Regions from separate parts of the Sus scrofa genome. Here regions 1 and 2 are each linked to region 3. The links are chromatin contacts, called in public Hi-C and HiChIP or PLAC-seq maps. All regions are on one chromosome and are shown on one strand. The core of a region is the stretch at or near the end of the contact, and the rest is flanking DNA. Distances in the headings are between cores, read along the strand shown. Region 1 holds the start of AARS (alanine--tRNA ligase, cytoplasmic). Region 2 holds the start of WDR59 (WD repeat-containing protein 59). Region 3 holds the start of RFWD3 (E3 ubiquitin-protein ligase RFWD3).

Region 1 (4,465 bases), core at 1,187-3,686, 370 kb after region 3:
GTGTATCTATTCTGCCTACTCCACCTGAGGTGTGGGGCTCAAAAGCCATCCTGTACTGGGAAGCAATCTGTAAATGGGAACAAACTGGATACTGTTACTGTTCCCTTACTTAGCTCAAAGTTTTCTTCCTTCTTAGGAGGAAGATACAACAAAGAGAACACAAGAACATAATGAAACTGGGCCCCTTATTTTATTTTAGCCTTTTTAGGGGCTGCAACCACAACATGTGAAAGTTCTCAGGCTAGGGGTTGAGTTGGAAATGTAGCTGCCAGCCTACACCACAGCCACAGCAACTCGAGATCCGAGGCACATCTATACCTACATCACAGCTCACGGCAACACCTGATCCTTAACCCACTGAAATGAGCCAGGAATCAAACCCGAGTTCACATGGATACTGGTCAGGTTCCTTACCACTGAGCCATGACAGGAACTCCTGCGGACTCCTAGATTTATGTTTAACCACAATTTCAACTGATTTATTCACAACTCAATCAACTCATTTTTCAAAGCCCTTTGGGCAAAAAGATGGTGAAACACTGGCTGACAGAGCCAAAGAGCTGACTAAAATCTCCACAGCTGAGGTTTGTTCATGCTGAGGAGTCAAGGCTAGCATTTCTAGAAACTGTCATGCCACTTTCTTCCTGTCCCTTATCATCATGGCCCTCAAAGGATCTCAATAGTGGTGGCAACAATGAACAAATGGTACTAATTCCTAACCAAGCAGCAGCAACGTCACAGCCGTTACAGAAGGTTCACTGTTTCTCCTCTAAACGCGCTGCCGGAGGTAAATAAGCAGTTCCATTCCAAAAGACACGTGAATTTTCCATTTTTGCTTATTCACTCAACATACTGAACACATACTATATGCTGGGAACCAAGATGAACGAGAGTCTATGCTCCTCAGGGGGAGAGTCATACACAGAACTGCAGGATGACGTAAAAGGATCCAATATATTAATGTTAACCGCTGTGGATGCCAGGGATATTAAAAACTGCATCACCATCACCATCCATTCATCCAACATAAGTATAATGAAAGGCTACACTGGATGGAGTGGTAGCACAAAAGAGGTCAGATTCCACTTGCCAGCAGAAGCCATAAAGATCTTAAGTACTTTAAACCACAATGGCCTTTGGGTTTAAGGCTCCAGCCACCAGACCTTTCAACAGGCTCTAGACTTGCCAGGTAAGTTGACTGCCCTATTCCTCCTCTTTCCCTTTTCCTAGTTAATTTCTCATTGTTGGTATCTCAGTTTTTCTTTCTTTCTTTCTTTTTGTCTTTTTGCCTTTTCTAGAGCCGCTTCTGTGGCATATGGAGGTTCCCAGGCTACGGGTCTAATCGGAGCTGTAGCCGCCAGCCTACACCACAGCCACAGCCACGCGGGATCAGAGCCGCGTCTGCGACCTACACCACAGCTCACGGCAACGCGGCATCCTTAACCCACTGAGTAAGGCCAGGGATAGAATCCGCAACCTCGAGGTTCCTAGTCAGATTCGTTAACCACTGAGCCACGACGGGAACTCCAAGATATCTCAGTTTCAAAGAGACCTATTTAAGGAAGTCTTCTTGACCAGAGTCTCCCCCAATTTTATTCTCATAGCCCTAGGTGCCTTCTTTCTCAATTTCCACGTGCCTCTGAGGGCTTAACGTCCATCTCCCCAACAGGCTGTAAGTTCCAGCCCAGTGGGAATCAAGACTGATGGTTTTTGCTCATCATTACGGGTATATCCTCAGCACCCAATATGGTGGTTGTTAAGTAAGTATTTCACAGTAAAATAATCCTTTAATAGCGAATGAATTTAAAGCACACCGGAAATGCAGACCGTCTGAAAAAATAATAGCTGAACGTGATGGAGCACAGAAAGTGCTTTCAGAGGAGCCTGGACTAGTATCACCATTTAGCTAATTTTAAGGACGGCTCACAGCCTGATTCCACCGGTCTTGACCACCCTACCCGCAAGGGACCTGCGCAACCCCACCCGTCCCTAGGGGATTAAAACCTGTGGCGATTAAAAACCTCAGCTTTGGGAGGGTGGTCAATGACAACGATGATCCTTCCAAGGTCTTGCCCTCGGCGAGGTCCCTCTACCCCCAGCGGTGCTGAAGTCTAACAAAAGGCCGCTCTCCGCCTGCCCTGTCGCCCAGCGGTTGCCCCGGTTCCAGCCCAGGCCCCGGTTCGAGGTCTTAAGGGAGCCCGGCCCACGTACCAGACACGGGCCCTAGCCTCTGTTGCGGCGCCCCAGAACTCTCTCAGGGCCCCCGCCTCCTTCTCCCAGGGGCCGCGGCTCCTAATTCCTCCCTCAGAGCCCACCGCCAGGAGACTGCATTTACCTGTTCCCGCAGACACGCAGACACACCGAGCCCTGGCCACCAGCGGCCGCAACACGCACCGTCCGGTCCAACCAGAGCCCGCCGCTGGAAAGTGCCCCGCCGCGCCTTACCGTATTGGTCAGCCAACATGCCAATCAACTGGAGAACGAACCAGCTTGTCAGTTGGTTTCTGGGAAGGCGGCACTAAATTGGCTGATGCAATGGCCAAGAAAGTAGGGACTGGGACGTGTCACGTGACAAGTAAGGATGCGGACTCTGGAGACCGACATTTTAGTAGCCTTACGCAAAGTCCTAATAGTTGACATGGTTGATAAGGGGGAAGGGTGACGTGTGTTTGGTAGCGGTCACAGCTCTTAGTGTATAGTTGTGTTCCTTTTAGTTGCAGAGTGGTATGCAGACCTTAGAGATTCTGATATGTGGTGCCCATGGGTCCAGTTGTCCTTGTCAGACCTTCTTGGATTTGGTGTGGAGTAAGAAATAACTTACTCTTTGCGAGACAATTGAATTGGCGGCTGTTCTCGATTTGCCTTAGGAAAATAGCAAATATTTATATGCAAGTCATTATGTTAAACATTTCCTAGATTATTTTAATTTTTAAACTGCATATGAGGCAAGTCAACTGGCATCCCTTTTCCAAATGAGGTAACCGCCTTGCCTAAGCTCACACTGAAAGGTAAGCCTAAGAGCCAGGATTCAAACCTGTGTATACTGGAGTTCCTGTTGTGGCACAGCAGTAACGAATCTAAGAACCATGAGGCTGTGGGTTTGATCCCTGGCCTTGCTCAGTGGGTTAAGGATCCGGCATTGCCGGATGGGTTGGTGATAAGGTAATCCTGTAGCTTGGATTAGACCCCTAGCCTGGGAACCTCTGTATGCTGCGGGTGCGGCTCTAGAAAAGGCAAAAAGACAAACCCGTGCTTTGAGCCCATGACCTCAACCTCTCCACTGTTAACCTTTGTATCTAAATATGAAGGTATGAAATTGTGCTGTTGGACATAATTGGGTTAAAGATATTGTTACCAAATACAAGTTCACGTGCCTGACACACAGTGAGGTCAAACAAACTAAAACCTTGGAATTTGGAGCAGAGAAGGATTTATTTATTTATTTTTGTCTTTTTGCCATTTCTAGGGATGCTCCCGTGGCATATGGAGGTTCCCAGACTAGGGGTCGAATCAGAGCTGTAGCCACCGGCCTACGCCACAGCCACAGCACCGCGGGATCCCAGCCGCGTCTGCGACCTACACCAACAGCTCATGGTAATGCTGGCTCCTTAACCCACTGAGCAAGGCCAGGGATCGAACCCGAAACCTCATGGTTCCTAGTTGGATTCATTACCACTGCGCCACGACTGGAACTCCCAGAGAAGGATTTATTGCGGGGCCAGGCAAAGAGAAAGGGTGGCTTGTGTTTAAAACCCCCCAAATCCACAATTTGGGAGACAGGTTTTTATAGACAGTTTGGGATGAGGGTTGCAGGGTGTGTGATTTTCTTCTGATGGGTTGGTGATAAGGTAACAGAGTGGTGTTCCAGAATTTTGTCATTCTGAAGTTACCATCCTCCATCTGGGTAGGGGCTTTAGTTCTCATTTTGGCATTCCCTCCTTTCACTGATTAGTAACTGAATCTGCCCTTTGGAACTCAGAAGGTCAAGGAGGCTGAATGAAGCCTATTTCCTACAAGAAATGCCTGTGGGATGGGATGGGATAGGGTGGGGTGGGGGGAGTGGCGTTCCCATAGTGGCTCAGCAGAATGAATCTGACTAGCATCCATGAGGACAATGGATCCCTGGCCTTGCTCAGAGAGTTAAGCACCAGCCTTGCCATGAGCTGTGGTGTAGGGCACAGACTGGGCTTGGATCTGGTGTTGCTGTTAGCTGCTGTGAGCTATGTGTAGGCCACCAGCTACAGCTCCAATTTGACTCCTAGCCTGGGAACCTCCATATACCTCGGGCGTGGCCCTAAAAAGATAAAAAAAAAAAAAAAAGAAATGGTGGGGTAGGGCGTAACTTCCTGCTGGTTGAGAATCTGCTGGTTGAGAATCCAACTCCTAGTGGCTCCAGTCACTGCAGAGGTGCGAGTTTGATCCCCAGCCTGACACAGTGGGTTAAAGGATCGAATGTTACCATAGT
Region 2 (4,179 bases), core at 1,085-3,584, 270 kb before region 3:
TTTGTTTTTTTTTTTTGTCTTTCTGCCATTTTCTTGGCCTGCTCCTGTGGCATATGGAGGTTTCCAGGCTAGGGGTCGAATTGGAGCTGTAGCCGCCAGCCTACGCCACAGCCACAGCAACGTGGGATCCGAGCTGCGTCTGCAACCTACACCACAGCTCACGGCAACGCTGGATCCTTAACCCACTGAGCAAGGCCAGGGATCGAACCCTCAACTTCATGGTTCCTAGTCGGATTCGTTAGACACCGAGCCACGACAGGAACTCCCTACATTGCTTTTATAAAACATAATTCTGCCAACTGTATGCCTGTTGTACAGTGACCGACTGCCCCATTTGCCCATACCGAGCAGTTTCCACGGTTGGTCACCCTAACCTGTTGACAAATCTGTTTCCCATTGTTTCCAACTCTCCAGGAGGGAATGGAAGGCTTCTTATCTCTATTCATGCAATGGCTTGCATGTAAAAGCAGCATTAATATAAACACAACAGTAAGTTGTGGCTTAGCTGGTTATGAACCCTGACTGGTATCCATGAGGATGTGGGTTTAACCCCTGGCCTCGCTCAGTGGGTTAAGGATCTGGCATTGCCGTGAGCTGTGGTGTAGGTCGCAGATGCAGCTTGGAGCCTGGTGTAGGCCACCAAAAAAACCCAATAGGGACAGTTTACACTTGAGGATTGGTTATATTCCAGGCCTTGTGGTTAATGGTTAACTCCTTAGGACAACCAAATGAATTTTCTCCTTCTGTAGAGAAACTGAGGCTAAACCAGTTAAGCCCAGGATTTCAGAGGTTGGAGCTGAGGAAGAGAACTTAGTGGCCATTCCCTGTATTAGCATAGCGGTTTTCCAACTTTTTGATCTCAGGTCCCCTTTGCACTTTTTTTTTTGGTTTTAGTTTTTGGCTGGGCCCATGGCATGGAAGTTCCAAGGGCCAGGGATGGAATCTGAGCCACAGCAGTGATCCTTAACCCACTGTGCCACCTGGGAACTCCCCCTTTACACTCTTGAAAATTATTAATGATCCCCCCAAACTTTTATGTCTAGTTCATCAGATATTAACACTAATAATTAAAAAATTTTGGCATTCCTGTGGTGGCGCAGCAGAAACGAATCCTACTGGGAACCATGAGGTTGCAGGTTCGATCCTAGCCTCCCTCAGTGGGTTAAGGATCTGGTGTTGCCGTGAGCTGTGGTGTAGGTTGCAGACGTGGCTCGGATGTGGTGTGGCTGTGGCTGTGGCGTAGCTAACAGGTCCAATTAGACCCCTAGCCTGGGAACCTCCATATGCTGTGGGTGTGGCCCTAAAAGGACAAAAGACAAAAAAAAAATTAATTTACACGTCAATGAGCGTTAACATTAACAATACATTTTGTAAATGAAAAGTAACTTTATTTTCCAAAACAAAACAGCTTTAGTGGGAACAGTGGCAACTTTCTTTAATGATTGGCTTAAGAGAAAAATCCTAGATTTTCACACCTGCTTCTACATTCAATCTGTTACAAATGTGTATTAAGGAGTTCCCGTCGTGGCGCAGTGGTTAACGAATCTGACTAGGAACCACGAGGTTGAGGGTTCAATCCCTGGCCTTGCTCAGTGGGTTAAAGATCCGGCGTTGCCGTGAGCTGTGGTGTAGGTTGCAGACGCGGCTCGGATCCCGCGTTGCTGTGGCTCTGGCGTAGGCCGGCGTCTACAGCTCCAATTCGACCCCTAGCCTGGTAACCTCCATATGCCGCGGGAGCGGCCCAAGAAATAGCAAAAAGACCAAAAAAAAAAAAAAAAAAAAAAAAAAAGTAGTAACTAACCTGTGAAAAACACTGTGCATTTGTGAAGGAAAAAGAAAAAAGCAAATAACTTCTTAGTATAACAGTGACATTTTTTGCCTTCGTAGACCCCCCTCCCCCAGGTCCCTAGACATTTTAGCTGGCGCTGCTGTACTGTATAAAACTGTATTGAATCGCGCATTTACCCTTTTCAATGCCTTTGCGCCAGGCTTCGAGGTAAGAGATAATCATTGGTTTGCACTAATGCTCAGCTTTGGTTTTTATGCAGTCTGGGCCTTGCCATTGACACCGTCGAGGAGACGGATTGGAAAAACACGCACCTCCCCTCGGCCAAACTCTAACCTGCAAGCTCTTCCCCGGTTGTCCATACTTTGGACTACAACTCCCGGCAGAGCTCGCGGCAGGGGGGGGGGCGGTATCCGCAGCCGCGAGGGGCGAAAGTGACCCACGCCGTGACGGAGTGAAGGGGGTCGTACCTTTTTCGGGGGGCAGGCGCCGTGCCACAATTGGAGGATCCGGGAAGAGGGGGTGGAGCCAGTGTTTGGGTCAGCCAATAGTTTGCGGTCAGGCAGAAGCGAGGACGGGGCGTGGCAGCACTGACTCGCGGGCTGCGTGGGGCTCGCCGAGCCCAGGAACGCGGGTGTCTGAGGTAGGGACGCGTAGTTCTCGTGTCCCGACGGCTGGGCGCGGAAAATGGCGGCGAGATGGAGCAGCGAGAACGTGGTGGTGGAATTCCGCGACTCCCAGGTGAGCTGGGGACCAAATGGAGCCTTCTGAGCATGCGCCCTTCCCAGTTCCCCTCCCCCACGCTGCCGGGTCTGTCTCAGGGCGGCTGGCGACCCCCAGCCCGGGCTGGGGAGATGGTCAAGGGGGTGACCTGGAGGTGTCAGAGCTGAGTGGATGAGGGTTACCTTGAAGACCGTTGGGGGTGGTTGGGGCTGCCATGGGCGAGGTTTCGGGGTTTCCCTCGTGGATACAGGAGTGGGGTCGGCCTGAGGATATCCAAGTGCAGATATTGCGCTCTAGTGAGCGCTGAGGGAAGGCTTCCCACCACCGGAGTGGAGAGCGAGGGGGTGTTTGCTCCCCCTGCACCTAGTGACTTTGGGCAAGTTGCAGAACTTCTCTGAGCCTTAGGTAGATGTATTGAACCCTGCCTCACAGAACTTTGATGGAATGGAGTTAATAAAAAACTGCACGCGAGGTGCCCGTTTCAGCGCTTAAACCTTTAAGTGGTCTCTGATGCTAGGGTAGTGGAAGATACCGCGCAGTGAAGAGGCGTATGCATTTCGTGTGTTGCTCGGTTCGAATCCCAGCTCATATCTTAGCCTGTCATCACCCTTTGTGCATCTTTTCTCACCTGTAAGAGGTGCCAATTGTGTCTCTCTTAAAGGATTGATGTGAGAATTTTTATGAGGTCATACACTTAAAATGTGTGGCACAGTGCTGGACACATGGTGAGCCTAAAGGAAACTTAGTACTTTTTTTTTTTTTTTTTGTCTTTTTGCCATTTCTTGGGCTGCTCCCGCGGCATATGGAGGTTCCCAGGCTAGGGGTCCAATCGGAGCTGTAGCCGCCGGCCTACGCCAGAGCCACAGCAACGCGGGATCCGAGCCGCGACTGCAACCTACACCACAGCTCATGGCAACGCCGGATCGTTAACCCACTGAGCAAGGCCAGGGATTGAACCCGCAACCTTGTGGTTCCTAGTCAGATTCGTTAACCACTGAGCCACGACGTGAACTCCAAGAATTTTTTTTTTTGAAGTTCCCGTCATGGCTCAGCGGTTAATGAACCCGACTCGCATCCAAGAGGATGCAAGTTCGACCCCTGGCCTCGCTCAATGCGTTAAGGATCCGGTGTTTCGGTGAGCTGAGCTGTGGTGTAGGTCACAGACACAGCTCTGATCCCCTGTTGCTGTGGCTGTGGTGTAGGCCGGTGTCTACAGCTCCGATCCGACCCCTAGCTTGGGAACCTCCATATGCCGCAGGTGTGGCCTTAAAAAGACAGAAAGACAATAATAATAATAATAATTTTTTAAACCGTTTTTGTATTCTGTGCTTTCCATATGCCCAGCCTTGTGCTAAATGGTATATATACATTTCCTTTTTCTTTTTTCATTTTTTTTCTTTTTTCCTTTTTAGGGCTGCACCCACAGCATATGGAACTTCCCCAGGCTAGGGGTCAAATCCAAGCTACAGCTGCCGGCCTGTACCACAGAATCCAGATCTGGGCCTCATCTGTGATGTACAGCTCACTGCAATGCCAGATCCTTAATCCACTGAGCGGGACCAGGGATCGAACCTGCATCCTCATGGATACCAGTCGGGTTCGTTACCTTTGAGCCACAATGGGAACTCCCTACATTTCCTTTTTCTTTTTTCTTTTTTTTTTTTTGTCTT
Region 3 (4,294 bases), core at 1,466-3,965:
TGCAGGATCTAGGAAAGAACCTGAATGGGTGAGCCGAGCCTCCAGGAGAATTTGGGGAACAGATGAGCCTTGGGAAGAAGGGTAGCTTCTGCTCAGCTCCAGCCTATTTTAGTCACGTAGGACTGGAACCCCAGTGTTTCTAGAACATTCCATTTTGTCAAATGAAGCTGGAAATGTATATTTTTTCTGTAAATTGCCCAACTTTTTAAAGGTTGGCATCTCATTAAAAATTATTTTAATACTGTTGTATAGGACAAACAAAAAAAAGCCTAGGAGCTCTTAGATTTGGGGAAACCCATGTCTCCTGCATGTGGCTCATTTGCTCCGAATTTTTACCCCTTTACTCTCCGTATTTGCTAGAATACACTAACACTTAACTGTATGTTACTGCTTCCCTGAGCCTCCCCACCCCCCCGAAACTCATCCTAAATCATTCAGCAGCAAATGTGCTGGGCATTGTTGCAATCACTGAGGAGGCAACAATAAACAAAGTACATTTGGAATTTATTGTGAAGAAATCATCTCTGGAGAATAAAATAGCTAATTTTTATTGCTTTTTTTTTTTTTTTTTCTTTTTATGGCTGCAGCTGTGGCAAATGGAAGTTCTTGGACTAGGAGTCGAATCTGAGCCACATCTGCAAACTGTGTGGCAGCTTGCAGCAATGTGGGATAGTTAACCCACTGAGTGAGGCCAAGGATTGAACTCCCATCCTCATGGACACCATTTTGGGTTCTTAAACTGCTGAGCCACATTGGAAGTCCCTGATTTATATTCCTTTTTATCTTTTATTCTTGACTTTTAAATTTTTATTTATTTATTTTTCAAGGGCCACAGGAATGGCATATGGAAGTTCCCAGGCTAGGGGTCAAATGAGAGCTATAGCTGTTGGCCTACACCACAGCCAAAGCAATACCAGATCAGAGCCGTGGCTGCAGCCTAATACACAACTCATGGCAATGCTGGGTCTTTAACCCACTGAGTGAGGCCAGGGATCAGACCTGCAACCTCATGGTTCCTAGTCAGATTCGTTTCCATTGCGCCAAAATGGGAACTCCCAATTTTTCTTTTTTGCTTCTATGTACTGTCTAATTTTTCTGCATCGAACATGCTATTACTTATATACCAATGAGAATCATTCAAGATGTTTTTCATTCTACTCAATAATATATGCATTTGATCACAAAAGAAAATTCCTTTCTCATATTAGCCTTGTGGTAGTTCAGTAGAAGCTCCTGTAGAGGCAGGAAAGGGTTGGGGGGGGTTGGCAGTACAAATGCCAACACTGACTTCAAGACAGTGAAGTAAGAGTTTTAACTAAGGGACATAACCTCCCCCTCCTCCCCTCAAACCATCCTTCTGGTAATTATGTAGCAACCACATCCCCTGTGTCTAAGTCAGTAGACCCTGCCAATGTTGCTCCAGGCATTGTTTATCAGTTTTGCTTCTGTAATCTTGCTTGCTCAGTTTTTTAGGCAGGAGCACCCTCTGCTCTGGGAAGGGAGAAGTTTGGGGCTGCTTACATGAGAAAAATAAGACCCTGTACTGTATAAAAGTTTCTGAGAACAAAGACCTGGTGCTCAGACTCTGGAGGTGACTCCTCTGAGCCCACAGTGGTGTGCTGAATAAACCTTGCTTTTCCATCTCCGAGTGCCGTTTGTCTCTTTCCGCTGCCACGGTTTCTGCAGTTTCTGCCGCAACAGGTTTAAAGGAGAAAAATGTTGAAAAATTAATTATTTGGATTTTCCCTGACTTTCAATGATCTACGTTCTCATCTGCTACCAGTTACATTGAAAAGTGGCAGTTGAGCAAAGCAAATTTTGGCAATGTGTAGTCTGTGCCTGAAGTTTGGATTTTTAGGTCTTCCTCAAAAGTGATATTTCATCTTTCATGCAGGTGCTTAAAAAATATTTGCCGTAAGTGATGTGATGATAGTTTAGTAGCAGACAGCTTACTGCAATGGTTTGGAATGGAAGAGGTCGTGTAGGCAAGTTTTGTTGCCTACTTTCTCTCTCTCTTTTTTTTTTTTTTTTTTTTTTTTTTGTCTTTTCTAGGGCTGCACCCGTGGCATATGGAGGTTCCCAGGCTAGGAATTCGAATTGGAGCTGTAGCTGCCGGCCTACGCCACAGCCACAGCAACATGGGATCTCAGCCATGACTGCAACCTACACCACAGCTCACAGCAATGCAGGATCTTTAAGTCATTCAGTGCGGCCAGGGATCGAACTCGCAACCTCATGCGAGTGGATTTATTAACCACTGAGCCACGACAGGAACTCCTTCTTTCTTTTTCTTTTCTTTTCCTCTTTTTTTTTTTTTTTGTCTTAGGTAAGTTTTCATTAGCTCCTCAATCCCACTAGATGCTATCTCTGAACCGGGTTGTCCCACTCCTCTTTACAGGCTCTGGGATTCCGTGTGCAATATTGTGAAATTATTGAATTAGCTACCAGCCTTTGGATAAAGAAAGGTCCTTTATTAAAGAGTTAGGAAGAAGCAGCATGAGCCACTATTTTAATGTTTTCATCTTTCGAAATGGACCAAAAATCTTCCCCTTTCTGCTTTCTCCCGCCAGTAAGTTCAAATAAAGAGCGGCAAAACCCTTCTTCCGCTTTTCTCTTTGGGGGCCCGGACGCGAGCTGACGGACGTGGATATCTACCAATTGTACGAGGTCTCCTCGAGCGTGATCCCGCCCAATCCGTTTACGAAGGGCCAGCCAATGAAAGCTCCGCTGTTTTAGCCAGGGGCCAGCAAGGAAGAAGAAGAAAGGGTATTGGCCGTCGGCCGAGACTGCCGCCCAATAGAAGCAGGCCAAGCCCTCTACTCAGGCGCGCCGCTTGAGTTGCTGGGGAAGCGGCTGTTGGAGTCTGTTCAACGCGAGTGTTTTCGGGGAGATAGCTGCTTCCCCTGCGGCCTCAAGCGTCTGACCACTGTTCTTCCGGATTCAGGTGAGATGGGCGCTTGCCTATCGGAAAACTTGGGCCTCTGGCTCCGAGATGACTTCCCGATCGGGGTCCCTGGACATAGGGCCAGGGGACTCCCCCACGAGGTGGGCTGCGGGCTGGCATGGAACCCGGCGGTCTGAGGAGGTCCTACGCGGCCCCGACAGTCGGGCCCTCGCTCTTTCTCTGTTGCTGGAGAGGCGGCAGAAGTGAAGATGGGGGCAGGGTAGCAGGAACTTCGGAAGGAATTAGAAGTTCTGGCCGCTTTCCAGGAATCCGATCCTCGAACTCACCTAATGCAAAAAATTGCCATCCCGGGGAGCAACCCCCCACTCCCCGCTTGCATCACTTTAAAAGTTGGCTGAAGGACCTAATTTTCGTTCTGTCCAACTTTATCTCACAGCAACACTGTGACGTAAACACTTTTGTTATCCTAATTTTACAGACGAACGAGTCAAACAGAAGCTAGGAAACTGTCCTGAGGTCCCCCAGGTAGGACGTGACAGAGTAGGGATTTGAACCCGAGTCGGCTCGACTCCCCGCCGGCGCCTTTTATTCTTTTAATTGGGATCCATCGTCCCGCCTGGTGCGGACTTTGCTTGAAATCTGAGTGACAAAGCTTGGGAAGATGTCCTAGGACGAGGCTGCTCAAGGCTTGGGGGCGGGGGGACAGCCGGCAGCCTTTTGCTCTGGGCACCCCCGGTCAGCGCCCGGCCTGGGGGGATCTGTGTTTCCCCACATGGATTGAAAAGACTTGTTCTAGGACAGCGCTGTTCAGAGAACTTTCTGCCAAGATGAAACTACTCTCTATCTCTCCTCTCCTCTCTGTCTCTCACGGTTTCTCTCAATATCTGGTGCTGATATGTCCTTAGTTGTTGGGGGCGGGGCTTGGTTTGGTTTTGTGGTTTTTGCTTTTTGTTTTTAGGTGTTTGGTAATTCAGTAGATCCCTGGCCTCGTCCCGTGGGTTAAAGATCCCGCCTTGCTGTGAGCTGTGGTGTAGGTTGCAGACATGGCTCCGAAATGGTGCTCTGTGGCATAGGCTGGCAGCTGCAGCTATGATTTGACCCCTAGTCTGGGAACCTCCATATGCTGCAGGTGCAGATCCAAAAAGACAAAAAAAAAAAAAAAAAAAAAAAAAGAATTCCTTCCTTTTTTTTTTCTGTGAAAAAATATTATATAGTCAAAGCCTCATGTGTACCCCTGCACCCTCCCTCTACTGAATTTGGTTTTTTTCATGCCTGGGCTTGTTTATTACTTTGTATTTATAAGCCCATGTGGTAGCATGGTTTTGCATATTCTTAGATGTCCTAAAAATGGAATTAATAATGGAGGTTTGTCTATAACCTGCTTTTTTC

Evidence for each region. A called contact is a pair of places that touch in the nucleus more often than the background predicts. HiChIP or PLAC-seq counts read pairs in DNA pulled down with a chosen protein or histone mark.
Region 1: a contact with region 3 is called in an H3K27ac HiChIP or PLAC-seq map of alveolar macrophages. The contact joins the promoter of AARS here to the promoter of RFWD3 in region 3. A contact is called at or near these places in 2 of 47 Hi-C or Micro-C datasets (heart right ventricle and liver) and 1 of 2 datasets of contacts at active chromatin or transcription factors (alveolar macrophages).
Region 2: a contact with region 3 is called in a Hi-C map of skeletal muscle, with 5 times the contacts expected there. The contact joins the promoter of WDR59 here to the promoter of RFWD3 in region 3. A contact is called at or near these places in 2 of 47 Hi-C or Micro-C datasets (liver and skeletal muscle).

The regions. Positions count from the first base shown.
Region 1 is chr6:13,318,987-13,323,451 of Sscrofa11.1, forward strand. AARS (alanine--tRNA ligase, cytoplasmic) reads right to left here and starts at 2,437. Exons shown (of 23, transcript XM_021093791.1): 1 at 2,336-2,437.
Region 2 is chr6:12,679,832-12,684,010 of Sscrofa11.1, forward strand. WDR59 (WD repeat-containing protein 59) reads left to right here and starts at 2,335. Exons shown (of 28, transcript XM_021093785.1): 1 at 2,335-2,527. The coding sequence starts at 2,474.
Region 3 is chr6:12,949,528-12,953,821 of Sscrofa11.1, forward strand. RFWD3 (E3 ubiquitin-protein ligase RFWD3) reads left to right here and starts at 2,716. Exons shown (of 13, transcript XM_003481788.4): 1 at 2,716-2,944. MLKL (mixed lineage kinase domain-like protein) reads left to right here. Exons shown (of 11, transcript XR_002344504.1): 11 at 1-1,649.